Linked DNA regions of Canis lupus: region 1 is linked to region 2. The links are chromatin contacts, called in public Hi-C maps. All regions are on one chromosome and are shown on one strand. The core of a region is the stretch at or near the end of the contact, and the rest is flanking DNA. Distances in the headings are between cores, read along the strand shown.

Region 1 (6,323 bases), core at 2,767-5,266, 42 kb before region 2:
CCTGCTACTGCCGCCTGGCCCATCGTCTGTGCCGCCAGGACGGCCCAGCAGGGCCTGTGGCCCAGGAACGACGTGGCAAGGCAGCCCGCATGGCTATGGTGGTGGCAGCCGCCTTTGCCATCAGCTTCCTGCCCTTCCATGTTACCAAGACAGCCTACCTGGCAGTGCGCTCTACACCCGGTGTCCCCTGCCCCGTGCTGGAGGCCTTTGCAGCTGCCTACAAAGGCACGCGGCCCTTTGCCAGTGCCAACAGTGTGCTGGATCCCATTCTCTTCTACTTCACTCAGAAGAAGTTCCGCCGGCGGCCGCATGAGCTGCTCCAGAAACTCACAGCCAAGTGGCAGCGATAGGGTCACTGAATCCACTGGGGCAGGACACCTGGGGTCGGGGCACTGAAAGCCCTACCAACCCCAAACCGTGCACAGAATTAAAGCTTAACTCAGCTGGGCATAGAATGCGGTCCCCCACAGACTCCAAAATCTCACCAATGACTATTTATTGAGCCCTTGCTCTGGGCCAGGCCCTGTGGACATAGAGACAAGCTCTCCAGAATGTCCCAGCAAGGCCCTGAGAATCAGGAAAGCCATGTTAAGCTGCTCACAAAAATATAGTGTGGCGTGTACTATAATTGAGGAGTATGCTGTATGCTTTGGAGTCACCAATACAGGGAGTGAGGGAAGATGGGAAGGGGAAGTGAAGTTTCTGGGAAGGAGCATTTGAGCTGGATTTTGAGGGGATGAATATTGAATTCCCTGGAAGTGTGTGATGTTCCATTCATTCAGCAAACCTTTACCTATACCTTGTCCTTGGGTCTGGGTTGATTTTGTGGTCCCAGGAGAACTAATCCCAGCCCTGTCCCATATAGGTTCCCAACTACTAGACATACAGACCCTTGACACAGTGATGCCAAGGCTGTGACAGAGGGAAGTATGGCTGAGGGACAGGGTAAACAGAGGATGGAGAATGCCCATGATGCAGTCCAAGGAGTCAGGAACGACCTCTTGGGGTAGGGATGGGGGCATCTGAACCAGATATTGAAGGCTGAGTGGATGGTCAGCAAGTAGCATTGGGGAGCATGTTCCTACAGCCTAGGCCAGCTATATGCAAGACTCTGCCCTGAGGCAGATGAGTAGAGAGAGCTGGAGTGAGGGGCAGGCAATATGACCTCCTATGTGTGAAAATTGAGAAAACAAGAGCTGTCCCATGGCCACCTTCCTCTAGACAGTGGCAAGAGTGGTCCAGATGCTCCAGGCTGTGGGGGCCCAGCAGAGGGAGGAATTAGGAAGAGCTTCTTCAAAGAAGTGGAGGTTGAGCTGGGAAGGAATCCAAAAGGCAGAGGGGGATCCCTGGGTGGCATAGCGGTTTGGCGCCTGCCTTTGGCCCAGGGCGCAATCCTAGAGACCCGGGATCGAATCCCACGTCGGGCTCCCGGTACATGGAGCCTGCTTCTCCCTCTGCCTATGTCTCTGCCCCTCTCTCTCTCTCTCTGTGTAACTATCATAAATAAATAATAAAAAAATTAAAAAAAAAAAAAGGCAGAGGGAAGGCTGCTCCTGGTGGAAAGCCCTGTATGTATACAAAACCCAGAGGTAGAGATGTACTGAATCTGGCTATAAATCAATAGTGAGTTTCAATTAAGCCAGGAGTGGGGTGGGGGTGGGGGAGTGGGGGGGATAACTAGAGCACTAAATGCCAGTAAGAGCTCCAGATCCCACTTCTCCTCCACCCACCTCTTCAAATATGCCTCTTTCAGCCTCAGGGTATCCTGGGTGCCTGAGGACCCTCCACTAGGCCCCCCAAGTGAGGGGAAATAGCCCTTCAACACTGCTTCATACTAGAAGAAGTCAAAAGCTTGAAGAGACTTAGGGCCACCAGAAGGCTGCAACATGGAGGTGCAGAGGTTCTGTGGCCGGGAGCCTGCCAATCAGTCTCAAGACAGACTGTTTCATGGGTTCTGCTCCTGCCCTCTCAGCTCCATCATTCTGGCCCGTAGGTGCCTAGAAGCTGCTGGAGGCCATCTCATGGAGGCAAACACAGAGCTGAGCCTTCAAAAGCTCTGGAAAGACATCTTCACTGAAGATCTCTGAGGAGGCAACGAAGGAGATTCTACTACACAAGGCCTCTCTATCTGCTCTTCCCGCCCACCCCTCCTTCCAGCCCCACCCATACAGCTCCTTGTCCTCTTGGCTCCTTTCCTTCATATCTCTATCACCCCACCCCACCCCATTCCCCCTCACTTCTTCTCTGGTCCTCGTTCCCTCCCCTCTTACCACGCTGACCCTGTATGGGAACCGACCTAGAAGGTAGAGGGGAGAGAGGGCAGGGCAGAGGGACAGAGCAGGAAGGGCAAGGACTGCATAACTTAGTATTTTTCTTTTAGCTCTCTCTAATCCCCCAGGCTATTGGGCCATGAAGCCATTGAGAGACAGACTCTGCTGGAGTTAAACTCCATAGTCATGTTGGAGGCATGCTTACAGCTGGCTGAGGAAGTGGGAAAACCAGACCCAACCCATCTTGGGAATCCATCAAAAGTGTTCTCCAGAAGAGGCTGATAATTTGGACAGAAGGAGCTTTGATTCTTTAAGTCGCAGTGAAAAGATGTGCGGAAATGTCAGAAGACGTCTATTCCCTATGGGATGCAATGCCTTGCCAAGTAGTACAAATACCAGCTACCTTGTGTCTTGTTCCGAGTCTGAGACCAGACTCGTCATCAGTTGCCTGTCCCGGAGGTGCTGGGGAGTAGGAGAGCAGAAGGCAGAGGGTTTCTGCCCACAGTGCCTGCTGAGCCCTGCAGAGTCCTAGCAGACTGCCAAGAACTGTGACCCTTTGGTTACTTTTCCAAGAGTGAAAACTGTGGGCCACAGGTAAATTTCATTCCCAGCTTCTCTTTGTGAGGCGTAATAGGATAAAGGGTAGAGACTCCAGTCAGGTCATCTTGGTGTTTATCTTGGCTCTACCCCCTTTGTAGCTGTGTTACTCTGGGCACATTATTTAGCCTCTTTGTACCTTAACTTCCCCAGCTGTAAAATGGTAATAGTAACGATATCTATCTTGTAAAGTGGTTGTGAGGATTAATGCGTGCAAAACACTTAGAATAATGCCTGGAACATAACATAGTAAGCATGCAAGGCATGTTACTATTACAATGATCTTGCCTTTTGTGCACACAAGTTCCTCCAGCATTTCTCTTTAGCAATTGGCCTAGGAGGTTTCTAAACAAGGGGCTTTGAGCAGGGGGTTTCTCCTTTTCCTTCACCTGGTAGGCAGCTGATCTTTTAAGAAAAACAAAACAAAACAAAACAAAACAAAAAAAACCTCAAGCACACTTTTTACAGAACAAGGGCCATAATCCATGAGCCCCATCTGTTCCTATAAGGAGGAAAAATCATCTATTACATGCCAGTATGAGGGACTCTGAATGTTCCCTTCCTTTTCCCTCCTTTTGTCCCCACCCCTCACTCTCCTCACTTTAACTCAGAGCGAACTCAGTGATGGGGGATCACACTGGGGATGTCTACTTACTGGGGTGCAGAGGGGACATAGACTGAGGCATGGGGGTAGCGTGTGATTCCAAGGTGATTCACTATGGCTTGGGGAAGACTTCTTGGGGAGGGAGCAGTGCAGCTGGGGCTTGAAGGATGGATGTAATCAGATGGAAGAAGAGAGGGCCAGGTCGTTCTGGTGCAGGGAACAGCACAGCCCGAGGGAGGGTGTTGGAGGACTGATAAGAATTGTGGCCTGAGATCAGGCTGGAGAGCTGGCAGGGCTAGAGAGTCAAAGGCTTGGTGCCAGCCCAGGGAAGCACTGGGGAGCCACAACAATGACAGCAGTGGCCATTTGCTGGGCTCTGCAGGTTCTAGGCACCATTTCTCACTGAGTCCTTACAACACCCCCAATTACAGATGGGGAAACTGAGGCCTGGATGTGGGAATTGACATGTCAAGGTCACACAGCCTTTCTCTAACAAATACTAGACATCCCCCTCCACCTGCCCTCCCTTCTCTTCCCTTTCCTTTATTCACTTGCCTTCCAAGTGCCCACCTGCCTCAGCCAGTCCCAGTAACTGGAGACCCCCTAGGAAGTTCTGACAGAGAGAGCTAAATGCCAACTGCAATATCAACTCTTTTTTAATTGGGCACAAGGTCTCCTAGGATGAAAACTTCATTTCCCAGGCTTACTGGCAGCTAAGTATGACCAGGTAATTTAATCCTGGGCAATGGGAGATAAGCAAACCCTAAGGCAGTTTAACACGGGGAGGGGGTGAGTGTCTTTAAAAGATAGGTAGTGTCTGTCCTTTGCCTCCCCATCCTTCTTACTGCTTACAATGGGGACATCACAGCTGAAGCACCATCTTGGACCATGAGAAGCAGCTCAGGTTTCTGACTGTTCTGGTCTGGGACCACCTAAATCTGGACTTCTGCACAAGAGAGAAATAAATGTCTATCTTTTTTAAGCCACTAGTTTTTCAGGCCTTTGTTACCCACAGCCAAAGGAATCCCTTTACTTGGGTACTATCCTGAGATGATGGACATAGGCGGAGGCCAGGCACTGTCCTGGACTGGAGTGGGGCCCAGGGTCTAGCCTGGTGTGAGCTGGAAATACCTGGAAAGGCTTAGAAAAGTTGAAAAGCTTGGGGAGTGGTCATGCTGCTTTTGCTGGAGGCTGAGCGGGTGGATGGGTTTCCAGAGAGAGAAAGAAGGAAGGGCTGGAGAGAACCTGGGAACTCCATTAAGGGGCTGGGCAGGAGGAGGAGCCGGAGAGGTGGAAGGTCAAAGCCTGGAAGTTTCTGAATGATGGTGGCAGTGGAGGTGGGTGAGTGAGGGCGTAGCAGGAGGGGAGGAAGTGGAGGTGATGGGTAGAAGAGAGAAGAACATTCCCAGGGAGGCTAGGCACAGGGAAGGTGTTTCTATGACAGGAGACCTGTGATTGTTGGCTGTTGTAGGTTGAGGACAGGGGCAGGGCCAAAGATGGAGTAGCCAGAGAGTCAGGAACCAGGGTTTGACCTTTCCAATTTGGAAAAGCCCAGGAGCACTGGATCTGTCCTAACAAGAGATACAGCCTTCTCCTCCCTCCCTCATTCATTTGTTCAACACACATCCTCTAGGCTCCTCCAAGATGGCGATGGGAACACAGAAGCAGCTCAGACCCAGACCCTATTCTCAGAAAGAATCTGCGGTGAGGGTAGGGGTACAGACAAGGAAACAGTTCATCCAGTAAATAACATTAATTGAGCACCTATTACATGCCAGGCATTGTGCTGAGAAGTGGGTTCCTGTCCTCAGGGAGCTCCTAGTCTGATGGAGGAGAATGGCAATAATGAAATAAACAAACACCCTGGATCATGCCCATTGGGGAGGAGAGCTCAGAAGAACATAAAGAGGGGTAGGGGATGGGGCACCTGGGTGGCTCAGTCCATTGAGCCTCAGACTCTTGGGGCTGAGCATATGACTCTTGGTTTCAGCTAGAGTCATGATCTCAGGGTCATCGGATTGAGTCCTGCTTCAGGCTCCATGTTCAGTGGGGAGTCTCCTGGAGATTCTCTCCCTCACCCTCTGTCTACCCCCTATTCTCCAAAATAAATAAATAAATCTTTTAAAAAGAAAAGAGGGCTGGGGGCAAGGAAGGCCTTACTAGGGAGACTATAAGCTCATGTAATGGTCAGGGCTGAGAGATGCTGGGGACCAGGGGGGCTTTGCCTCAGCTTGAGGGGCAGAGGAGCCTTCTTAGCTGAAGGTAAGCTAATTAGCTCAGTGCAGAAGGGCTGTTACTGACTCCATGACTTTGAACAAGACTGTTTACTTCTCTAAGCCTCTGCTTCCTTACCTACAAAACAGCAATAATACTAACCAGCCGCCTCCCTAAGCCACCAACGGTATCGAGCATGGAAAAATTAGGGCAGAATTATCATTAAGTACAAAAAGTATGATAATGCAATAGAAGAGGCACAAACAGGCACTTTACATAAAAGGAAGCACAAATAATTTAAAAAAAAAGAAAGAAAAAAAAAAAAAAACAGAGAAAGAGAGAGATTTGATCCTAGCTTGATAATGCCTCCTGGATGTTGAGTAGTCACATGGCCCATTACCCTGAGCACTCCTGCGCCTGTGGGAGTCAGGCAAGGTGCTCAGAGCAGCACCATTCACAAAAGCAAACACCTGGAAACACCCAAATGCCCGTCCATGACAGACTGGATGAATACACTGTGCTATATTCCCACATTGGAATATTACACGCAGCCAGAATGCCCTTTACCGACACGTGACAATATGGATAAATCTAGCAGTATAATATTAAGTACAAAGAAATCTCAAGAGGGGCACCTG
Region 2 (6,323 bases), core at 1,207-3,706:
ACCTATCAGGCGTCAGGCCCTGCCCACTCCCCCCATCCTCCCCACACCCCACTCCCCAGTGAGTGCGGGCCTCACTGCTCTGGGAGCCGCTGCCAGGTGGGGGTCACAGCTGTTTTGTCTTGCTACTTTCTTGGAATTCAATGCCTGTTTTCATTGTTGACCACCCTGGGATTGTCTGTTGGGAAGTTGAAATTTTAGTGTTGGACTTTTAGCCTCCTCATCAGAGATGAGGAGGCTAGTGCTACTGGGCTCCTGTCCTGCCTTCTCAGGAGAGGGTAAGGAATAATTAATTCCCTTGGATGGGACTGTGGGGTATCGATTCACCTGGCTGAGGGCTGAACAGGAGAAGGTAGCAGGGTGAGCAGAACAGCACAGGAGGCTGCAAGGGCCAGTAAGAGGGGTTGATCCCGTGCCACGGGGCTGCCAGGGGAGGTTCGTGAGCAGGGAATTACAAGATTTGCCTCCCCATGATGACTGCTCAGTGTGTGGGGAGAAGAGAAGGGGAAGAGTTATTGAAGTTTTATCAGCCAACACCTATGTGCAGAGTGCTGTGGTTTACAAAGGGCCATGGACCTTGCCCTCAGGGAACCTACAGTCTCCTGGGAGGAGATGGCCATCAATCTAGCAATTGTTCAAATGTGTAATTACAAACTATGGTATCTGGTTAAGAAAAACTAAGATCTTTGAGAGCACAGAGCAGGTGCACCTGGCCTGATCTGAGGATCAGGGAGGGCTTCCCTGAGGAGGTGACATTTGCACCAAAATTAGTCTTAAAGGGAAAGCAAAAACACTGCAAGGAGAGGGAAAAGGCAAGGGCCAAGGCCCTGAGCTAGGAGAGAGTCTGGTCTGCTTCTAAAGAGTTAAAACAAGTGGTTGGGGCACATTAAGCAAGGCATAGAGGGATGGCAGGGACTGGCTTGGGCAATGGGTCAGAAGGTTTCCACTGTGCAAGAAAACCAGGGGAAAGTAAGTTTTGCGGGAAAGCATCAGGAGTTCCGCCCTCGGTACACTAAAGAAGCACAAAGCCAGCCAGCACAGAGGGCTCCCCAGTCAGCTGCAGGGTGCATCAGGACCCTCTGGTGGGAGGGGAGCTGGTACAAAAACAAAGCTTACCCTGTGAGTTCTGGCATCACCTGCGATTTGAGGACCATCTCCTGGGGATCATGCTTGGAAACATTCTGGAGTATCATCTGGTGATGGTGGTGGGGTTGCAAATGCCTGAGCCCCTCCCCATGGTGGGGGGTGGGGTGGAGAGGGATAGGACTGGAATCCACTAGGACTGCCTCAAGTATAGGACACAGGTCAACTGGGTGGGCTGGGAGTAGGCATGACTCAGGGAGGGCCCTCTCCTCTCTCAGGCCCTAATGCTCTGTCCCGGGTCGGGAGAACAGTGCCAGTGTCCAGGGATGTGCTCGTATTCTCGTCCCTAAATATGTGTGCCTGTTTGTGCCTGGTTATAGTCGTGTGAACACGGGAGCCTGTGCCACTTTGAAGCACTGGATCGGCGTCCTGAGTGTCAGGGTTCAGGTGTGTATGGGCTACATCCATGTGTGTGCACTTGGCCCTCACGCACACATATATACCAATCAAGGCCAGGGGGCAGGTTTCCCTGTATCTGGGCCTGTCCTGTGTAGATCCGCGCGTGCCCCCGTGTGTGCCTGCGTGGGCGCAGGTGTGGACAAAAGGCCCTGCCTCCCGGCGTACTTGCCTTTGTCCACGGGTGTGCGCCGACTTCTGTCCTCAGAGGGGGATGAGTCCGCAGGGGAGGCCGCTGCGTGGGGGGCGGCGGGGGCGCGGCGGGGGCGGGGGCGGGGGCGAGGTCTGGCCGCCCTCGGCGCGGAGGGGGCACCCGGCGGCGGGGCGCGGGGCGGGGCGGGGACTCGTCTCTGCTCCCCTCCCCCGCCCGGCGGCGCCCTGCGCGCCTGGCTCGCCCCGCGCACTCGCCGAGCGGAGGAGGCAACAGCGCCGCCGCCCGGGCCGTCGCGGTCAGCCCGACGCTGGAACCGACGCCGCGCCCGCCGCCGCGGCCCCGCTGAGCCCCAGGGAGGGAGCGACGGTGGGAGAGAGGGGGCCCGCCGTGCCCCGCCGCCCCGGCCCCCCGCCCTGGCGGCGGCCCGGCCGCATGCTTCAGATGGTGAAGACCCTGGCCCAGTTCACCATCGCGCTGGAAGACATGCGCGATCTGGGCCCGGCCACCGCCTCCGGGGAGCCCGCCGGGAGCAGCGGTGCTGACGCAGAGGAACCTGGGGAGGCCCAGGTACGGGGGGTGGGGGGGGTGGGGAGACAGCCAGGGAGCCGGGGCCAAGACCCAGAACCCAGCGGCCGCGGGCCTGGGGAGGCGTGGGTAGATGCTGGGATGCAGGACCAGCAACTCGAGCCGGCACACTGAGCCGGATCTGAGCCTGGGGGCTCAGAGACTGGTGATGGGGGCAGGGAGAAGGGCTGGCAGCCTCAACCGGGGTGGGGGGCCGGTACCCTGAGACCGAGCCTTGGCAAGGCCTGGTGATACGTAGTAGTGCGTGATATGGGTCAGCGTGCAGGCAGAGGCTGTCTCCTGCGGAATCCTGGGTTCGCCGGCTCAGGAAGGGGAGGTTTTATCAGCCTTTCTCTGGCAGGCCTGCGGCAGTCCCCAGGTGTATGTATGTGCTGGGGGGATGGGACCGTGACACTGGCTTATTTGCTGCCGCCCCCCCCCCCCCCCCTTGCCATTCTCTCCACGCCACTGGACCCGCTGGGCCTTGGAGATGTCGTGCTGTGGTGGCAATGGTGGTGTCCCCATTCCTGGCTCTGTGCTCTTCCCTTCTGGGGGAAGAAGAGGGGGAGGTTTCCAGGGGCTGTATCCATGCCTTTGTATGTTTCTCTGGGCCTGGACTCTGATTGTCCTGCTCTCCTGGGCTCCTGGGGCTCTGGTTCTGTCTTTCCTGTGCTGTGGAATGTGTGCTTCTCCCCAGCACCTTACATCTCTGGGCTGAAGGCTCTGGTTCTCAGCTAAGTGACTTGGCTGCATTTCATTTTGGTCTCTTTGCGGGGTGTCTGGCCTCCACAGCTTCTGTGTGCATGTGTCTCTGTCTTCATGCTGTGTACATAGGGTCTTAAGCTTTGGGTCATGATGTCCAATCATACTCGTAGGAGAGGCCGCCCTCTGTCTTCCTGCTGTATGCCCTCAGGCCCCCTCCCTCTCCCACTTCAGTGCCCCCTGTAGTGGAGGTCTGGGGATGGGGCTGTTGAGAGGTGACAGGCTCCCGGGGGAGGCTAGGCCTACAGGGCTGTCCCGCCCAGAACAGGTGGGCCTGCTGATCTGCCTGACAGCTGCATTGCCCGGCTCCTGCTTCCCTTTGCTCCCCCTCGCTCCCCCACCCCCACATGCACTCACACCCGTGTCTGGGCACGTGCAGAAGGGCACTCCATGCAGTGACAGGGAGCTGGCCTTATTTTCCATGCCTCTACCTGACAGCTGAGTGACAGCGCACTGTGCTTTCAAGCCAGAGGAGGCTGGGAAAGGCGGGTGTTGCAGCGTCAGCCTCCCTGTGTGAGTTACCCCAGCCCGCTGGGCCGCCAGGCTCAGCCCCAGCCCTGCCTCCCTCAGAAGGCCTCCCTGCCCATGACCCTCACCACTGGGCCTGGCAGGGCCAGGTCCAGGCAGTGGAGTGGGGAGGGGTTTGTGCTGCCCAGGGCTGAGCCCAGGCCTGGTTCTACTCTCAGGGAGCTCCCTGTCCAAGCAGGGAGATGGATATAGATGGACTGTTTTGCTGAGTTAGAGTAAGAATGGACATTGAAGATCCAGCGTGAGTAGAGAGTTGCCCTGCTTCCCAGCTCCCTGCTTTCACAGTACTGGGAGGGCTGCATAATTCATTCCATTTCATAGAGGAGAATGTAGAACCCTAGAGCAGTTAGGTGACTACCCCAGCTCACACGCCTAGGAAGGGGCATAGCCGGGGACCGTGTGGCCCATGGCTGGACGGTCAGTCTGGGCAAGAACTCTGGATGCTTGTGTCCTAAGACTCAGCATGAGGTGGCTAAAGAGACTGGGGTTGGGGCACTTGGGTGGCACAATCTGTTGCGTCCGACTCTTGGTTTCAGCTCTGGTCATGATCTCAGGGTTGTGAGCTTGATCCCCACATCAGACTGTGCTCAGTGGGAAGTCTACTTGAGATTCTCTCTCGCCCTCTCACTCTGCCACTCCCCCTGCTCCCATCCTTGCTCACCCTCTCTCTTTCTCTCTCTCAAATAAATCTTTAAAAAAAAATAAAGATACTTGGTCCTCACTCTGCCGGTTTCTGGCTGTGTGACCTTGGGCAAGTCAAGTCACCTCTTGGACTTGACTACTTCATCTGTAAAATGGAGATGATGATACCATCATCATAGAGCTGTGATTGTGAGGCAGAAATGAGGCCATATCTGTGCTTAGAGGACCCTGGAGGACAAGGGGAGGATTGGGCATGTGGGCCTTTCCTTGGGAGGCCCTTCTGGCCCTTGGTACTCTCCCAAACTCTCCATCCTAGGGTCGGCCCAACTGGTGTTCCCTCCTAATGGAAGCTGCCCTGCTGTTTTAAAGGCCTTTGAATCACTGAGGATAGATGATCTGACTGTAGCTGGGGCTCTGAGGCAGAGCCCAGTGTCTTCTCACTTATCAGGAAACACAGCTGGTGGGGGTGGGGCAAAGCTAGTCTCCTCCCCTCCCTCAAGGGAAAGTCATTCTCACCCCCTCCACCCCTGAGTTCCTAGCACAGGAGCTTACTTTCATGAGTGTGTCTCACTGTTGACAGGTTTGGGGACAGACCTAGCCCCAAGTCCCTGAATTCAGAGGAAAGGGATCACAGGGAGGTGAGCATACTGCGAGCAGAGGGGTGAGCAGGAGTTGGATCAGGCAAGCTGAACAGGCCTTGGACTCCTATCTACTCAGCAGACATTGACCCTGGGCACCGAGGTGACCAAGGCAGCTCAGCTCCACTGGTTGAGTCCCTCCCCTGAAGGCCTCCAGGGATAGGGACAGGCGGGATGCCGCAGACATGGACACCCACACTTCCATTGCCACATGCAAAGAACAGACACTCAATCAGCAGGCCTTGATGGCTGGAGCCTGAGACAAGGTCCAGACAAGTGCCCTGGCCAAGCTGAGGCCTGGGAAGAAGAGTGGAGAGGGGAGAATAAACCCCAGAGATCTGGGCTCTGAGGAGGCCTTGTTCAGGACCTCTACAAGGACTTAGAGGATACCCAGAGTGGAATCCCTCACCCGGAAGGGAGCTTGTTGCAGCTGGTGCCATCTGGCGAAGGCTTCTTGGAGGAGTGGGCCAGAGGCATAGGAACTAGTGGCAAGGGGCAGTAGGTAAACTGAGTCTCAGGGAGTCAAACACAGAGAAGGCATCCTGTGACTGGCTTCTAGCAAAGCCTTCCCACGGAATGGGGCTGCCCTGTAAGGGGTGCACACCCTATCCCTGGAGGTGTGGGTGCAGAGTCTGGGTGACCGACCCCTCAGGGACTCTATACTACAGACCGTCAGATTCATAGAATGGAGGCATTAGTTCCTGGGTGTCCTTTTCCCATCCTTAAAATGGGAAGAAGAAGAATGTCTACCTCACAGCATGGTCAGAAGGATGAACTAATATATGCTTAGAACAGTGCTTGGTGTGGAGTAGGGCTCAATTAACCTTCTTTACTGGGAGAACTGGGATCCAGCCTTGTCTGAGAGTGGGTGAACCCTGCCCCCACCTGCCGTGTGACCTTTGGCACTAACTTCACCTTTCTGAGCCACCCTTTTGTCATCTGTGGTGGGAGGTCACAGTTTCCACTCTCAGGGGTGGTGTGCAGCCCAGTCTGGTAGGGTCTGACCCTGTAGCTCTGAGCCTGAAGGAGGGGTTTTCACAGTTGGCAGCTGGGGGGGTGGGGGGTGGGGCTGGAGGCATCTTCCTTTGCAAATGTGAGAGGTTATTGATTGAGTCCTTTTCAGGAGCCCAGTGGGTAACCACGGAGTAAACAGGAGATCCTCAGGTCTGCCAGCAGCCTTGGGGCGGTGGTGGAGGAGTAAGGAGCACACTCTGGAATGGAGGGCATTTCAGATGTAGGGGGAGGGTGCTCCCTGCACAGGGAGCATGTGAGTAAGCATCTGGCAGAGTGGAGGTCCGTGGTGCTTTGAGGTAACAGCCAGCAGCCCTGGAGGGTGGGAGTACAGGCCTCAAAGGCCAGGGATTGGGTGTGGATGGGCTCTCTGGGTCCATATGACTGTAGGTGGCGGGGTCTGAAGGGAACAAGGCACTGCTCACCCTCTGCCTTCTGTCCCCCAAGGACATGCGGAAGCACGTGACCATGACCCTGCTGGACACAGA

The links. Hi-C and Micro-C count contacts between places; a contact is called where the count stands out from the background.
Region 1: a contact with region 2 is called in a Hi-C map of skin fibroblasts, with 2.9 times the contacts expected there. The contact joins two enhancer-like sites. A contact is called at or near these places in 5 of 9 Hi-C or Micro-C datasets (amygdala, blood, liver and 1 more).

Annotation. Positions count from the first base shown.
Region 1 is chr21:25,040,269-25,046,591 of UU_Cfam_GSD_1.0, reverse strand. It overlaps P2RY6 (P2Y purinoceptor 6), which reads left to right. Exons shown (of 6, transcript XM_038568729.1): 6 at 1-628. The coding sequence ends at 350. Among named protein-coding and RNA genes, the nearest start is that of ARHGEF17, 7.3 kb to the right of the region's middle. Within about 2 kb of position 4,016, at least 2 of the 20 cell types and tissues checked have an H3K27ac peak or open chromatin away from gene starts, as enhancers often do.
Region 2 is chr21:24,996,939-25,003,261 of UU_Cfam_GSD_1.0, reverse strand. It overlaps ARHGEF17 (rho guanine nucleotide exchange factor 17), which reads left to right. Exons shown (of 21, transcript XM_038568710.1): 2 at 6,283-6,323. Among named protein-coding and RNA genes, the nearest start is that of RELT, 29 kb to the right of the region's middle. Within about 2 kb of position 2,456, at least 3 of the 20 cell types and tissues checked have an H3K27ac peak or open chromatin away from gene starts, as enhancers often do.